Regions from separate parts of the Mus musculus genome. Here all the other regions are linked to region 3. The links are chromatin contacts, called in public promoter capture Hi-C maps. All regions are on one chromosome and are shown on one strand. Each heading gives the region's core, a stretch centred on a gene start, on an enhancer-like site or on the middle of the called end of the contact. The rest is flanking DNA. Distances are from core to core; before and after follow the strand shown.

Evidence for each region. Promoter capture Hi-C pulls out the DNA fragments that hold promoters and counts their contacts.
Region 1: a promoter capture Hi-C map of liver shows a contact between it and region 3, with 2.1 times the contacts expected there. The contact joins the promoter of Srrt here to the promoter of Rasa4 in region 3. A contact is called at or near these places in 3 of 39 promoter capture datasets (liver and pre-B cells) and 1 of 115 datasets of contacts at active chromatin or transcription factors (pancreatic cancer cells).
Region 2: a promoter capture Hi-C map of neural stem cells shows a contact between it and region 3. The contact joins the promoter of Cldn3 here to the promoter of Rasa4 in region 3. A contact is called at or near these places in 1 of 39 promoter capture datasets (neural stem cells) and 1 of 115 datasets of contacts at active chromatin or transcription factors (pancreatic cancer cells).

Annotation. Positions count from the first base shown.
Region 1 is chr5:137,306,005-137,310,868 of GRCm38.p6, forward strand. Srrt (serrate RNA effector molecule homolog (Arabidopsis)) reads right to left here and starts at 1,670. Exons shown (of 20, transcript NM_031405.2): 1 at 1,420-1,670; 2 at 1,042-1,181. The coding sequence starts at 1,163. It overlaps Trip6 (thyroid hormone receptor interactor 6), which reads right to left. Exons shown (of 9, transcript NM_011639.3): 7 at 4,649-4,827; 8 at 4,281-4,401; 9 at 3,895-4,170. The coding sequence ends at 4,039. It also overlaps the pseudogene Gm43013.
Region 2 is chr5:134,983,459-134,988,064 of GRCm38.p6, forward strand. Cldn3 (claudin 3) reads left to right here and starts at 2,756. Exons shown (of 1, transcript NM_009902.4): 1 at 2,756-4,018. The coding sequence starts at 2,987. The coding sequence ends at 3,646. Wbscr25 (Williams Beuren syndrome chromosome region 25 (human)) reads right to left here. Exons shown (of 5, transcript NR_026907.1): 5 at 3,975-4,132.
Region 3 is chr5:136,080,999-136,085,555 of GRCm38.p6, forward strand. Rasa4 (RAS p21 protein activator 4) reads left to right here and starts at 2,918. Exons shown (of 21, transcript NM_133914.3): 1 at 2,918-3,179. The coding sequence starts at 3,115.

The sequences.
Region 1 (4,864 bases), core at 420-2,919, 1.2 Mb after region 3:
CCTTCATTTCATACTTGTTTCGTGAAAGGGAGTCTCACCATGTAGCCCTGGCTGGTCTCAACCTCTTAAATTCTATCTCAAAGTCATTTCAAATCCCTCTAAAGAAACTGAGAGATGACTCAGCAGTTAAGAGCACTGGCTGCTTATCCAGGTCATGAGTTCAAATCCCAGCAACAACTACAGGGACCAGATGCCCTATTCTGTCATGCAGATGTACATGCAAATTGAGCACTCAAACAAATAAATCTTTAAAAATAAAGAAATCTGTTTTCAAGTTGAGCTATGGCGCTTAACTCACTAAACTGGCTTTGTTTTTGTTGTTTTTACTTCACCTCTGGATTTAAAAAGGAAGAGAGGTAGAGAGCTGGCTCAGTAGTTAAATGCACTCCTTTTAACCACTCTTGGTTGGCTCCTCTTGCGGAGGACTAGGCTTTGAGTCCCAGCACCCACAAAGCAATTCACAACCATCTTTCCTGCCCATTTCCCAGAGGATCTAAAGCCTTCTGTTGGCCTCCTCGGGCACCAGGAACGAATGAGGTGCATAGACATAATGTAAGCAAACCCCCATGAACGTTTTATTATATAAAAGAAGAAATGCACTTGCACATTTCTTATCTCAATTACCTGTTTTAAAAATCCTTTCAAAAAACTCTTAAACAGGATGTGGTAGAATACTTCCTTAATTCAGAAGTTTAATGTCATCTTGAGCTACCTAAAGAGTTTCGGGCCAATCTCACTTTGGTCAGTTTGTGCTTTCTTAATATTTGGATTTGAGATTGTGTCTCCCTATGTAGCCTGCACGGAAGATGCAGTCCAACCAGCTGTGCGGAGCTCCTGTCCAGCACTAATACTGACCGTCACTTTGGTTAAAAGCTCAAAATCTGAGCCAACGGTGAATAGACTGAAACTACAGAAATGGCTCAACGGTAAACTGCATCCTAATAAGATTTTGTAAGGTAAAGACAAAAAAGGAAACGAAAAGAAAAATTGTGGCGCGGAAGGGTTGTACGGGGCGGGGTATGGACGTTAATACTGTCTCACCGGTCATTCCAATCGTCCCCTCGCCGTCTTTCATCCCTTTCCCGGGAACGGTCATAATCGCTGCGCTCTCTTCGAAATTTGTCCCTGCGTCTTCGGTCGTATTCATCATCACTGTCACCCATGGTGCTGTCAGAGGAGGCCTGGGGCCCGGCGGCGGGTAGACACGGTGATGATGAACAAGGACCAGAGGAGGGACAATCCCCCGGGGACAGCACGCCCGCCTCCCTCCCGCCGAGGCCGGCCTGCCATCCCGGGCAGGGCGATCGCTCCGACAGTTTCACTGTCCCCACGGATTCCCCCTCGTCCACCCCCGAAGCCCCCGGGCACGGTCCTCTCCTCGCAATCCCGCCGCCCGGGCCTTTCCTTCCCCTCCCCCACCTGGCAGCGGTCGGGGCCGTTGGAAGCGCGCGCCGGCGGGCTTGTTTTCCGGGCGGACCGGAACGAGCGACAATGGACCACAAAGAGGGTTGGAAGGAGACGCTGGGATTCTCAGCCCGGAGACGAAGGGGAAGAGAAGAGCGGGACCGCGGGGGGGGGGGGGGGGCAAGGAGGCGCGCGCGCGTCCTACGTCACTCCCGGAGCTCGGCCTCCAACTACAAAACAAGACCCCCGGACCAAACTAAAACTCCGAGATTAAAAGAATGACGGGAAGAGGGTGGAGACGCGGAAGTCTCGCGTGGTTTTGCGACAAAATCGCCCCAGCTTCTCGGAGCTACGGAAGTTGAGCTGGGCCAAGCCAGGCCTTCTGAACGTGCTCGTGCCTACTTGAAAAGGAGGGCACTGGAGAAGTTAAGTGTCACTCCCGTAAGGTATCCTGGGTAGGAGCTAGTTTGCATCCAAAGGTTGCTTTGCAATAGCCCTGGGCTGGGGCACCTCTTGACCTCCTCAAGGGCGGATTTGCTATCGAGGGGTTTGGGGACGATGGATGTCTAGGGAATAATTCATAGAAGCAACCATTTTAGAGGCATCTCCTCCCACCATTTTCTCCTGCAAAAAAATACAGTATGTGCTACTTATAAAATGCGTTCTTCCTGCTTGTCTTGGACAGAGGAGCCTAATACTCATGCAAAAGTGTAAACCTCGATCTTAATGCCCAGTTCTTTAATGGGAGTCTTTACATTGCAGTCTGGAAACAACCACCAGGATCCACTAGTTTCCAGTTGAAATCCCTAAGATAACAGTAAGCCCTTTTCCATGAATAGAATACTAAGCTAAACAAGGGAGCATGCCACTGTCTTGCTCCCAGAAAAGAATGAAAAATCCCAGCATCTAATAAGGTGTATTTACAAGGGGGCATTTTAAAAACTTAGCAGACAGTTACGTTGGCACAGGCGTAACCCGAGTTACTCAGTAAGTCAAAGCAGAATCAAATTCAGGGGTTGCAAAATGAGTTCAAAGCCAGCCTTGACAATTTTCTAAAACCCTTTCTCAAAAACATTTTCCAAAGAGGCCGGTCCAGTGTGTAAGAGCACTTCCTGGTCTTGCAGAAAATCAGAGTTGGAGTCCCAGCTCCCATGTGGCTGGCTGCTCACAGACTGTTAACTCCAGTGCCTAGGGAACTGACACCTCTTCTGGTCTGCAAGGGCACTGCACTCAGATGCACACACACCCACACACTGATACACAGATACATATACTCATCATTTTGTTCCAAAACAAGGTTTCTGTGTACCCCATGGCTGGCCTGGAACTCCCCTTGTAGACTAGGTTGGCCTCAGACTGAGAGATCTTCCTGTCTCTGCCTCCTGAGTACTGGGATTTAAGTCTTGCAACCAGCTCATACACACGTAATTCAAGAAGATGGGAGCATGGTGGCGCTCACCTCTAATCCCAGCACTCTGGTGGCAGAGGCAGGCAGATCTCTGAGTTGGAGGCCAACCTAGTCTACAAAGGGAGTTCCAGGCCAGCCAGGCAGGGCTACACAGAGAAAGAAGGCCCCGTCTCAAGAAAGAAGTAGAGGAGGAAGAGGAGGGAAGCAATGAGAGTCGTACAGCTCAATGATAGAATGCTTGCCTACCGTATGACAGGACCTGGGTTTAGGAAGAAATAAGCTAAGAAAGGAGAGAGGGAGACTGAAGGTGCTGTTCAGCAGGTGGGCATGTGCTTAGCATATATGAGTCTCTGGCCCATCCCCAGCACCCTCCATCCCCCACAAGAAAAGTAGCCATGTGCAGTGTCACATTCCTGCAGCCCCAGCACTGCAGAAATGAGGGCAGAGGGATCCCGGGTTCGAGAACAGCCTCAGCTATCTAGCAATGTTTCAAACCAAGGGTAGCCTGGGATACTTTACAGTTTGTCCTTTAGAGAACTACCTCTGTTTGACATTTGGCCTATGTCACGGCACTGTGGCTAAATGCACCGAGCAGGTCAGCATCGTAAGTAAACATAGGATCCGAGATGATGCCTCCCTCTGGAGAATGGCATGGAAAATTGAAATCGATGAGCACACCAGGTATATTTGTTCCTTCTGGAGCAAGACCAAGATGAAGAAAACAGGCCACTGGCATCTGGCACTGTGGTGGCTGGTGCAGCCCAGATCTGCGACACCACTTCTGCTGTTGTATCTGGCATCAGAAGTCTGAAGGACTTGAAAGACCAGCAGAAATCCAATCATCTGAGACATCCCTAGCCTACAGTAAACAGGTTAATTTATGTAACAACAACAATAGTACAGGATGAGAGTTAATAAAAGATATGCAGGATCTCATTATGTAGCCCCTCACTGTCCTGGAACTTAGTATGTAAACTAGGCTGGGCTCAAACTCACACTCTGCCTCCGCCTCCTGAGTGCTGGAGTTCAAGCTTTCACCAGCCTCATCCTGTGAGACTCCAATAAAGAACAGACTTGGAAGTGCTTTTAAATGCTCCAGGGATTATTATTTCATGAAGAGAGGAAGAAAAGACAGCATTTGATGGCAAACACTAAGGGTAGATGTTGGGGGAAGTGACGGACGGACGGACGGGGGCTGAGATCCCAGCAGGTACTTCTCAGAGCAGTCAACAATCAGTGGTGACAGTGGCTGAGAGCTCTTGGATACGCCAGGCGCTGCAAGCCTTGCACAAGATGTGCCCATCCAGCGGGTAGCAGCCTTGACACTCTCCCTCAGAGGACAGCAGCAGCCCACACTCCTGTGAGAAAGAACAAAACCTTCATTAGCCTGGGACTTTCCCACAGTGCTTTTCCCCCAGCTTCCCGGGCTCTGCAAAGCTCTCGCTCCTGCCCAGGGACCCCCCCTCACCTCACACTTGTAACAGCCGATGTGGAAACTTCGATCCAGAGCAACAATTCTCACCGTCTCCTCCTGACCTGGTTCCGGCATGATGGCCCCACCACACACTGAGCATCGTGGGGCAAATTTCCTGCAGTGGAGGGGAACCAAAGAGGCTATCAGGTCCCTCCCTCCCACACCATCAGGAGACTCAAAATGAAGCCCAATGAAGGTGGAAGGGGCAGGGGTGGGGATGAGAAGGATATAAGAGATGTGTCTGGGTCTTGGGGAAGAAAGTGGTGTCAAAGAAAGAGAGCACCAGAAGGTGGAAACAGAAGAGGCAGACCCTGGGACATGAAGAAATAGGTCAGTGAAGACATGCTGAATCCAGGCAAGACCTGTGGAAATCTTCAATGCAGTGGATCTGGCTGGTGGCGTCCACTGTGAACGGGATGCCATCAAGACCACGGTGGCATACCACACAGGTGAAGCAACCAGGGTGGTACGCCTTCCCCATAGCCCTCAGGATTCGGTCCAGGATGGGTTCAGAGCATGTGGAACATTTCTCCAGGGTGGCCTAACGAAAAAAGAGGAAGGAAGGTCAGTGGAGGGAA
Region 2 (4,606 bases), core at 1,506-4,005, 1.1 Mb before region 3:
GTCCAACTCAATGAAGTTTATACTTTTATTTTATTTAGTTATTCAGTGCATGCGTGTATGTTTGAGTACCTGTGTGAGTAAGTGAGTATATGTGTGTGTGTGTATGAATATGTGTGAGTGTATGTGTATGAGTGTGTGTGGGTGTGTGTATGAGTGTAGGTGTGAGTGTGTATGAGTATATGTGAGTGTATGTATGTAAATGTGAGAGTGTTTATCAGTGTGTGTGTATGTGTGTGTGTGTGTGTGTGTGTGTAAGAGTGTATGTCAGTGTGTGTGTCTGTGTATGTATAAGAGTGTATGTCAGTGTGGGTGTCTGTTCCTCTGTGTGTGTGTGTGTGTGTGTGTACTGCAGCAAGCACGGGGAGGTCAAAGAACTACTTTGGAGAATGGGCTTTTTTTCATCTTTGAAGTAACAGGGATCAAATTCAGGTTGTCAAGCTTGAAAACAAGGGCTTTTGTCCTCTGGACCATCTGCCTCCAGAAAGCCTTCATCTAGCTGGATGGATCTCAGCTTCCTAGCTAATTGCAAAGCCCCTGGGGCCCTCACAACACGAGGTCATCCCTGGACATAGAGCCCTGGCAGGACAGGTTGCTGAAACAAGGGAAAGTGCTAAGTCAATTACCTCTCAGAGCACCCAGCCCTGTTCTAGGCATCGGGAGTGTCACATAATAAAACAGGCAAAAATGTTTGTCCTTGGAACATTCTGAATGTCCTGGTGGTGGTAACAGACCGGAGCAGAGACAAAGAAACAAATAAATGAGAAACCAAGCGTGGCCTCTCTCACAAAGAAGCTTGCCACTTGTGCAGGGGAGGCAAAACAACCTGGAGTTTAAGGCCACCCTGGGGCGGGGAGGAGTGGAGGGGGCGGGGTGGGGGGGACCGGGAGGAGGGAGCGGGAGGGAGAGAAAAAAGGAAAGCAGGGAGAGAAAAGGAGGGAGGGGGGAAGAAAGGAAAGCCAGAGGCCACTTTAGATAATGTCAAATATGAAAGAAAACAAAGGTATCAAAGTGGCAAAGAGAACAGTGCTTCCAGCACATGGGAAGCAGAGGCAGGTGGATCTGTGAGTTCCGGGCCAGCCTGGTCTACAGCACAAGTTCCAGGACAGCCAGGGCTACAACAGAGAAACCCTGTCTCGAAAACAAAACAAAACAAAACAAAACAGAAAAAGAACGTGGCATTGTGGGTAAGAAGCTGGGACGATTTTGTTGTCCTGTTTCTATTTGGGTGCAGGGTTCCAAGCCACCCACACTGACCTCCAAATCAGCTGGGGAGGATCTCGGTGTGGTGCTTGCTGAAGTGCCATCCATCTATTAGGGTTTATTCCGTGCCAGGGACAGACCAGAGGCTTCGTGCAGGCTGGCCAAGCACTCTAGCCACTGAGCTCCATCTCCAGCCTCTGAAACTATGAAGCGAGGTCAGTGAGCTATGCGGAGAGCTGTAGGAGTGTCTCATGGAGAAAGGACCCCAAGCACGGGTCCTCGAAGAGGATGTATAGGAAACTAAACCAAAAGAGCTGTATCCTAGCTGAGGTGAAGGGAAGAGGCAACGGGAGAAGTCGGAGCATGCGCCACCCCAAGGTGTGCGGCAGGGGAGTCAGTGTCCGGAGGCAAAAGGAATTGGTGTTTTGGGGGCTTTTTTGGTGTTACTTTGTAGCTTGTTTGAGCCAGGGTCTCATGTAGCCCATCTGGCTTTGAATTCTCCGTGTCGCCAAGATGGTCTTGAACTCCTGCCTGCCTCCACTTTCCCAAGCTCTGGGACTACAGGCATGGCATGCTGCACAGGGCTTCTGCACAGGAGTTGTGAGACACAGTTTCGCTGTATCTGGCCTTGAACTCACAGCTGTCTGCTTGCCTCAGCCTCAGGCAGGAGCCAACACACCTGGCTAGACGTCTTTTTTTTTTCTCATGTGTATCAAATCTCTTTCCCACTGTTCACTCACCCTGGTACTCACTCTGCCCCGCCCCCACCCCCAAAGGAAAGAAAACAAGACTCCATCTAGAGAACCTCCGTGGGGGAAAGCAGCTTCTAGGTGGGCGGGCATTTGAGCTAAGCCATGTAGGCTTGCCACCAGCCCAGGTCACATGAGGGTGCTGGACAAGAATTTGAACTCAACACCGGTCCCTGAGGTGCAGAGTGGGCTCTGCAGGTGGTCGTTGTCCCTGGTTTCAGAGTTCTGTATATCAGGTTGCACTTGGACAAGGCCAGAGTGCTTGTGTCAAAGCCTGAGGGACTTGGAGCAGGTGCTACAATTCCATCCACCTACGGCGACAAACAGCCTCAGCCACGCCCCCACCTAGGTCCTCCCAGTCCGGGTTGTCCAGAGGAATTGGCCGCGCCTCCATCCTACGCCTCCCGCGCTAAAGAAGACGGAGGTGGGGGACAAGAGAGTCAAGCAGTTTACAATTGGTGATTTGCACTTCAAATCCTTGAAGCGCCCCTCCCACTCTGTATAGCTCTAGAGAATTCGTTATGCTTAAGGAGCTTGGGGAGGTTGGGAAGGGAGGGAGCTTAGACGACCCCGCCCTCCTTCGATACACACTCTCCCACCCCACCCCCACCCCCGCCACACACAACACATACACTTCAGCATTGAGGTTCTAGCCAAATCCTTTCTCCTATGGTGAAGGGGGTTGGGGAGGACGGACCGGACTGGACGGGACACACGTCACTGTCCCCTGGGCCAGAAGAGCGAGCTCCACCCTCCTCCTCTAGGCACCAAGCTAAGTCCAACCCACCCCATCCCAGAGCCAACCCAGTCTCAGAAGCCAGTCTCCAAAGCCACAGGCAGGTGCAGGGGCAGTCTCTGTGCGAGCCCCAGGAGAGGAGCCGTTAAGCGCGCTCCGTCCTTTGCCACCCACCCGTCGTTCCCGGCGACAGACGTCCGTCAGTTTTCGAAGGGCAGTTGATTCCCAGGTCCAGCGGCCGCGATCCCTGGTCTCCCAGTCCCCTGAGCTGCCCGGCCGAGCCGGTTCAAGTCCAGCAGCCATGTCCATGGGCCTGGAGATCACCGGCACGTCGCTGGCCGTGCTGGGCTGGCTGTGCACCATCGTGTGCTGCGCCCTTCCCATGTGGCGCGTTTCGGCCTTCATCGGCAGCAGCATCATCACGGCGCAGATCACCTGGGAGGGCCTGTGGATGAACTGCGTGGTGCAGAGCACCGGTCAGATGCAGTGCAAAATGTACGACTCGCTGCTGGCCCTGCCGCAGGACCTGCAGGCCGCCCGAGCCCTCATCGTGGTGTCCATCCTGCTGGCCGCCTTCGGGCTCCTCGTGGCGCTCGTGGGCGCCCAGTGTACCAACTGCGTACAAGACGAGACGGCCAAGGCCAAGATCACCATCGTGGCGGGAGTGCTTTTCCTGTTGGCGGCTCTGCTCACCTTAGTACCGGTGTCCTGGTCGGCCAACACCATCATCAGGGATTTCTATAACCCGTTGGTGCCCGAGGCCCAGAAGCGGGAGATGGGAGCTGGGTTGTACGTGGGCTGGGCTGCCGCCGCGCTGCAGTTGCTAGGGGGCGCCTTGCTGTGTTGCTCCTGCCCACCGCGCGACAAGTATGCACCCACCAAGATCCTCTATTCTGCGCCGCGATCCACCGGCCCTGGCACCGGTACCGGCACCGCCTACGACCGCAAGGACTACGTCTGAGGGGCCGGGTGCACGCAGACCGTACCGTCACCACTACCAGCAGTCGATGAACCCCACCCGTCCAGCGTGCAGCCTCGCGTCTGAGACCACCCCACCTTCCAGATGGTGACAGACGACACACAGTCTGCTTGCTAGGCTGGAAGAGGACAGACAGGCTGGCATCTCCCCTTCTCCGGCTGCCACCTGACTACCGGGCCTAGGAACTGTCCAAGCCGAATGGACAAAGAAACCTCGCCCTTCCCAAGAACTGGGCTGGGGTGGCCACTGCAGCTACTTGCCAGCCCCGCAGAAGCTCACAGTGGGCAGAGACAGGCAAACCATGAAACGGGCCATTTCATATTTTTCAATAAAAGTCTTTCGTTTTTTGCAGTCGCTGGAGCTTCCTTATCCTGAACGCCACCGCACAGGCTACCACCTCCCCTACGGGGCACCTGCTGGGGACTGTCCCTCGAATAGCCCTCATCACGGGCAGCGAGCTTTAAACAGCTTCACAGGTTGAGTAAGGAGAAAGTGGGGGTACACATGAGTTTTTGTGCTCACTAGGTGGGTAACACTTGGGAGATATCCCAGCACTGATCTCCACAGACCCTATGGCGAGCGAGGTTTATCTAGCAATCCAGCCAGAGGGCGTATGAGGAACTCTGCTGGAGAGGGGCAAGGGGAAGAACACAGGGACTCTTCTCTGGGACAGCCTAGTTGGTTTGTGCTTGTATCCACAGCCTTGCTCCGGGCATTTGGGGTAGCTGATGTGCAAGCTAAAGAATTACATTCTCTACCGAGATTTCATATTTGGAGACGTGGAACAAAAAGACCTATTGTTCAGACCAAATGCCTCACCTAAAGGACTGCCATTCAGACAGACGGTGGGGATGTGGCTCAGTGGTAGGACACTTGTGTAGCATGCATGGGGCTTGGGTTCCATTCCCAGCACTGGGAGTGTTGGGGGACACCTAAAAGGGA
Region 3 (4,557 bases), core at 1,668-4,167:
GAACCAAACCCAGTCCTCTGTAAGGGCAAAAAATGCTCTTAACTGCTGAGCCATCTCAGCCCTGACCTCGAGTGTTTGACGTGCAGTGTAGAGATACTCAAGTTCCTTCAAGGAGAGCCTGTGAGATGGCCCAGTGGAGAAAGGTGCCAGCAAGCCTAATGAGCTCACTCCTCAGGACTCCACAGAGTGGGAAGAGAAACGACTCCCAAGAGCTGCCATTTAACTTCCATACATGTGTAATGCCACACACATGCACATGCGCACAAAATGGATAACCGGAATGAAAATTGAACTTTATTTTATTTAAATTTTTTCACTGGATGCTGTAGCCTGTCAGGGAACTCCCTGCCTTTCCAGGGGCCTGCTGCCTTCTCCACCCCACACAGGTCTGACCACTGTCCCTGGCTTTCATACCCCATGAGGGACACAGAGTATAGCAGCATCTTGTTCAGCATGGTGAGGAAGGGTCTGTTGTCAGTGTTCACAGTGATGTACCTGCACCACGCTGCTCCTGGCTGTGATCTAGATTTTACTTTTCTGTTCTTTCTGGGCCTGGAATCCGCACTACCAAGCGCTTGGCCACTGGCTGCATCCCTGCCCTCTCACTGGTCTATTGTAGGCAAGTTCCCCGCCACTGAGCCAAACTCTTGGCCCTTTTCTTCCTTTTTATTTTGACAGTATCTCCCTATGCTGCTCAGGTTGGCTTTGAACTTACAATCCTCCTTCTAAGGAGGTGGAATTAAAGGCCTATCTCACCTTTTCCTAACCCCCACCCTTGGCTTAGCCTAGCTTTTTACAGCATTTTATTCTCTCTCTCTCCCTCTCTCCCTCTTTCTCTCTCCCTCTCTCCCCCCCCATCTTCCTCCCCTCCCCCTACCCACCTACCTAACTGTGAGTTTTTATGCATCCCCATGGGATGCCGATTGGATTCCTCTTTGGCTAATAATACAGGAAACACTCACTTTGCCATATTTAAAACCAGGTATGGTGGTGCACACATGTAATTCTGACCACTTGGAAAGTAAAGGGGGACCATAAGTTCAAAGCTTGCTTGCCTTGAGCTCCAGGACAGGACAGGCTACACACAGAGACCCTCTTCCCCAGACAAGCCATCAGTGGACAGGAAGATCACGAACTGCTCCACCAAGTCACTTCTCAGTGATCTTATAATCTTTTTTTTTTAAGATCTATTTATTATATTATATGTAAGTACACTGTAGCTGTCTTCAGACACACCACAAGAGGGCATCAGATCTCATTATGGATGGTTGTGAGCCATCATGTGGTTGCTGGGATTTGAACTCATGACCTTCAGAAGAGCAGTTGGTGCTCTTAACCACTGAGCCATCTCTCCAGCCCGATCTTATAGTCTTTAAGTAACATACAAACAATAATTCCTTGGGGGTACTTTTGGCTATTTTATTTTAGTAGAGAGTGAGATCCCCATCAGAGACTAACAAAGCTTGGTGTTTTTGCCGAGGACCAGAGTTTGGTTCCAAGCACCTACAGTAGGTGGCTCCAATTTCAGGGGGAATCTGATACCCTCTTCTGGCCTCCAGAGGTACTGCATATGTGCACATAGCATAATAAAATCTGGTGGAGTGGTGCTGATGACGCACCCCTTAATTCCCAGCACTTGGAGAGGCAGAGGCGAGGGGAATCTCTGTGAGTTTGAAGTCAGCCTGGTTTATAGAGTTCCAGGACAGTCAGGGTTACTCAAAGAAACCCTGTGTCAAAAAAAAAAAAAAATCTGTATGTATGTCTGTATCCCCAATGGAATCTTATTTTGGGGTAAAGAAGAATAAAATGATGTCACTCGTAGCAGAATTTTTGACCAGGACACTCAAGGACCTAGGTTTGGTCACCAGTATGGGCAGCGATGGCGGGCTGGAATGCAGATCTAGGGCTAGGTAAGTATGGTTCACTTGCTAAACTGCTTTGCAAGCAGAAGAATCACTCGTTCCCAGGACTAATGGATAGCTGGGCATGGTGTTGAACTCTTGTAAAGAACTCCAGAAGTGGGCAAGATGGAGAAAGGTGGATCCTGGAGTCTCACTGGCCAGCCAGTCTAGACTACTGGGGAGGTTTCAAGCCAATGAGAGACCTTGTGTCTTACAAGGTGGGGCAGAGGAGATGGGTCAGTAGAAAGACTCCTGCCCAAGTCTGATAATCTGAATTTGATCCCTGGGACCCATTTGGTGAAAGTAAAGAAAAGATTCTTGCGGGTGTCCTCTGATTTCCACTTGGGACCACAACATGTAAGCCACACCCTAATCAATCAGCCAATAAAAAACAAAAATTTTAAAAAGGTAGCCAGAGCCTGGAGGTGGTGGTGCAGGCTTTTAATCCCAACACTTGGGAGGCAGAGACAAGTGAATCTTTGTATTCGAGCCCAGCCTGGTCTGTAGAGAGAGTTCTAGGACAGCTAGGGCTACACAGAAAAACCCTGTCTCAAAAATAAATAAATAAACAAATAAATAAATGGTGGACGGATCTTGAAGAATGAAATCGGAGGGTGATCTCTGGCCTCTACCTGCACACCTGAACACACACGAAACCACAATACAAACACGCCCCAAACAATCCTGTTTTCCAGATTTGATGTCCTCAAACTTTCCCAACTGCCTGAGTCTTCACATCTTTCCAGGTCTGTCACAGACAAGTTACTCCCAGCGTGCGGCCATTAATGGATTTGCAGCTATGCTGCACACCCAGGTCCCTCCGTGAGCCTGGGCTCTCTCTCTGAGAATCGAGAGCACCAGGAGGGATCCTGGTGGTGGAAGAATCTCCGGGTGCCAGCAGCTACACTTCGGGGCAGGCCCCGCCCGCCCTCCCTTCCAGGTGGCCAATGAGGGACGCAAGCCGCATAGGCCGCGCCCATTCTGGGCATCCAGGACGCTGATTGGTCCTTCCATGCAGTGTCTCCCCGCCCCCGCAGGAGGGGCGGGGAGGGGTGAATGGAGTAGCGGAGATCCCTCAGCCCCAGCGCTCCCCTCTCTGGCCTCCGCACCCGCCTGCCTGCAGCGCCACTCGCACTGTTCCCCCTCCTTACCCCGAGAGGGGACCCATGAGTCCGAACCCCTCCCCGCCAGGCCTCCACGTCGCCGACCCGCAATGGCCAAGCGCAGTTCGCTGTCCATCCGAATCGTAGAAGGGAAAAATCTGCCCGCCAAGGACATGTGAGTAGTGGGTACGGGTGGTGGCCACCCCAACTTTGATGGGATCCCCTTTTATATACTTGACCTTTGCGGGGGGTCCTTAGGGCTTCCCCACAAGGAGAGCAGCGGAGAGGATGTGGCGTGTACAGCCACGGAGGGGGACTGGCTACGAAAATGGGGACAGCGAGATTTGCTGTGAATACCTGACAGAGTGGAGGGGCAAGCTAGAGGCGGAGGGCTAGAGACAAGGGAGGGGCTTCTCCACCTGGGAACAGCAGGAAGCCAGGGCTCATAGGGGGGCAGGAGTTTTAAAAGACTGAAACTGGCACTGGGATGGCATCGCAAGAACTGCCCAGGGTGTGGCTGAAAGGGGCGGAGTGTCCCCCCCTCTCTCTGTAGTTTGGGAGTCCATAACAACCCCAAGAGTTGTCCGCCGGACTTGTTCGCTATTCGCTATTCATTTGGGCAAGGCATGCAGGTGTGAAAAGTGGGGGTGGGGGTGTAGGTCAAGGGGACAGGAGGGATGCATAGAGGCAGGATTTAGAGTCTCCCTTGACTTTGCCGGGCCTCTCCCTTTAATCGCTCCCTGCAAGGCATTTCTCCTCGGACCACTTTACAGATTAGAAAACCGATGCCGACAGACAGGAAATGTTAGCTGGTGGTGTCAAAGCAAGGTCGTGAATCTAGGGCTCCTAAAATGCATTACCGTCCTTCATAAAGCTTCCTCTAATCCATCGCCAGATTTGGGGAGCTTTCGGACACCCCTTTGTCACACTGTTTTTAGTGAGTTCCCGAGGTCAACTGCGTGACTCCTAGAACGTGTCTCGTGGCTTTCTTATGTCCTCATTTGCAAAGATTCAGTTTCCCTTTCTGGACCCAAGTGCTTGAAATCCTAGTGTCGGGGAGAAGCCACGATCATAAAACCGAAGAAAGGGCGGGGCAGAGGCCTAGGGTTCAAAGTGCGCTCCGGGTCCCGGTGGGTTTCCTGGCTACAGAGAACTGAGAATTGGGGAGGTGTGTGTGTGTGTGTGTGTGTGTGTGTGTGTGTGTGTGTGTTCATCTCTCCGGCGGGCAGGCGGGCTCTCCCAGCACTCTCAGTGCCAGGAGCGGTTCCAGTTCAAGGCCCCCTGGGCCTGAAGAGGCCAGCTCAGCAGTTGCCATGGCAATGGGGAGGGAGGAGGGTGGGCTGACTTAAGGTGGGTTTCTGTGCATAAAGGGAGGAGGGGCTCCAGTGGAAATTAGGTCTCTAGGGTGGAGGCTGGTTGAGCCTCCACAGGGGATCTCGGGCCCCAGCTCTCCAGGCCTTCTCAGTCCCCTACACCCTCCCGCAAGCCCTTAGGCCCCCCTCCCTTCCCTGGGCATTGGTAAACCAGGTCATCTTGGCTTCCTCTGGCTGGTG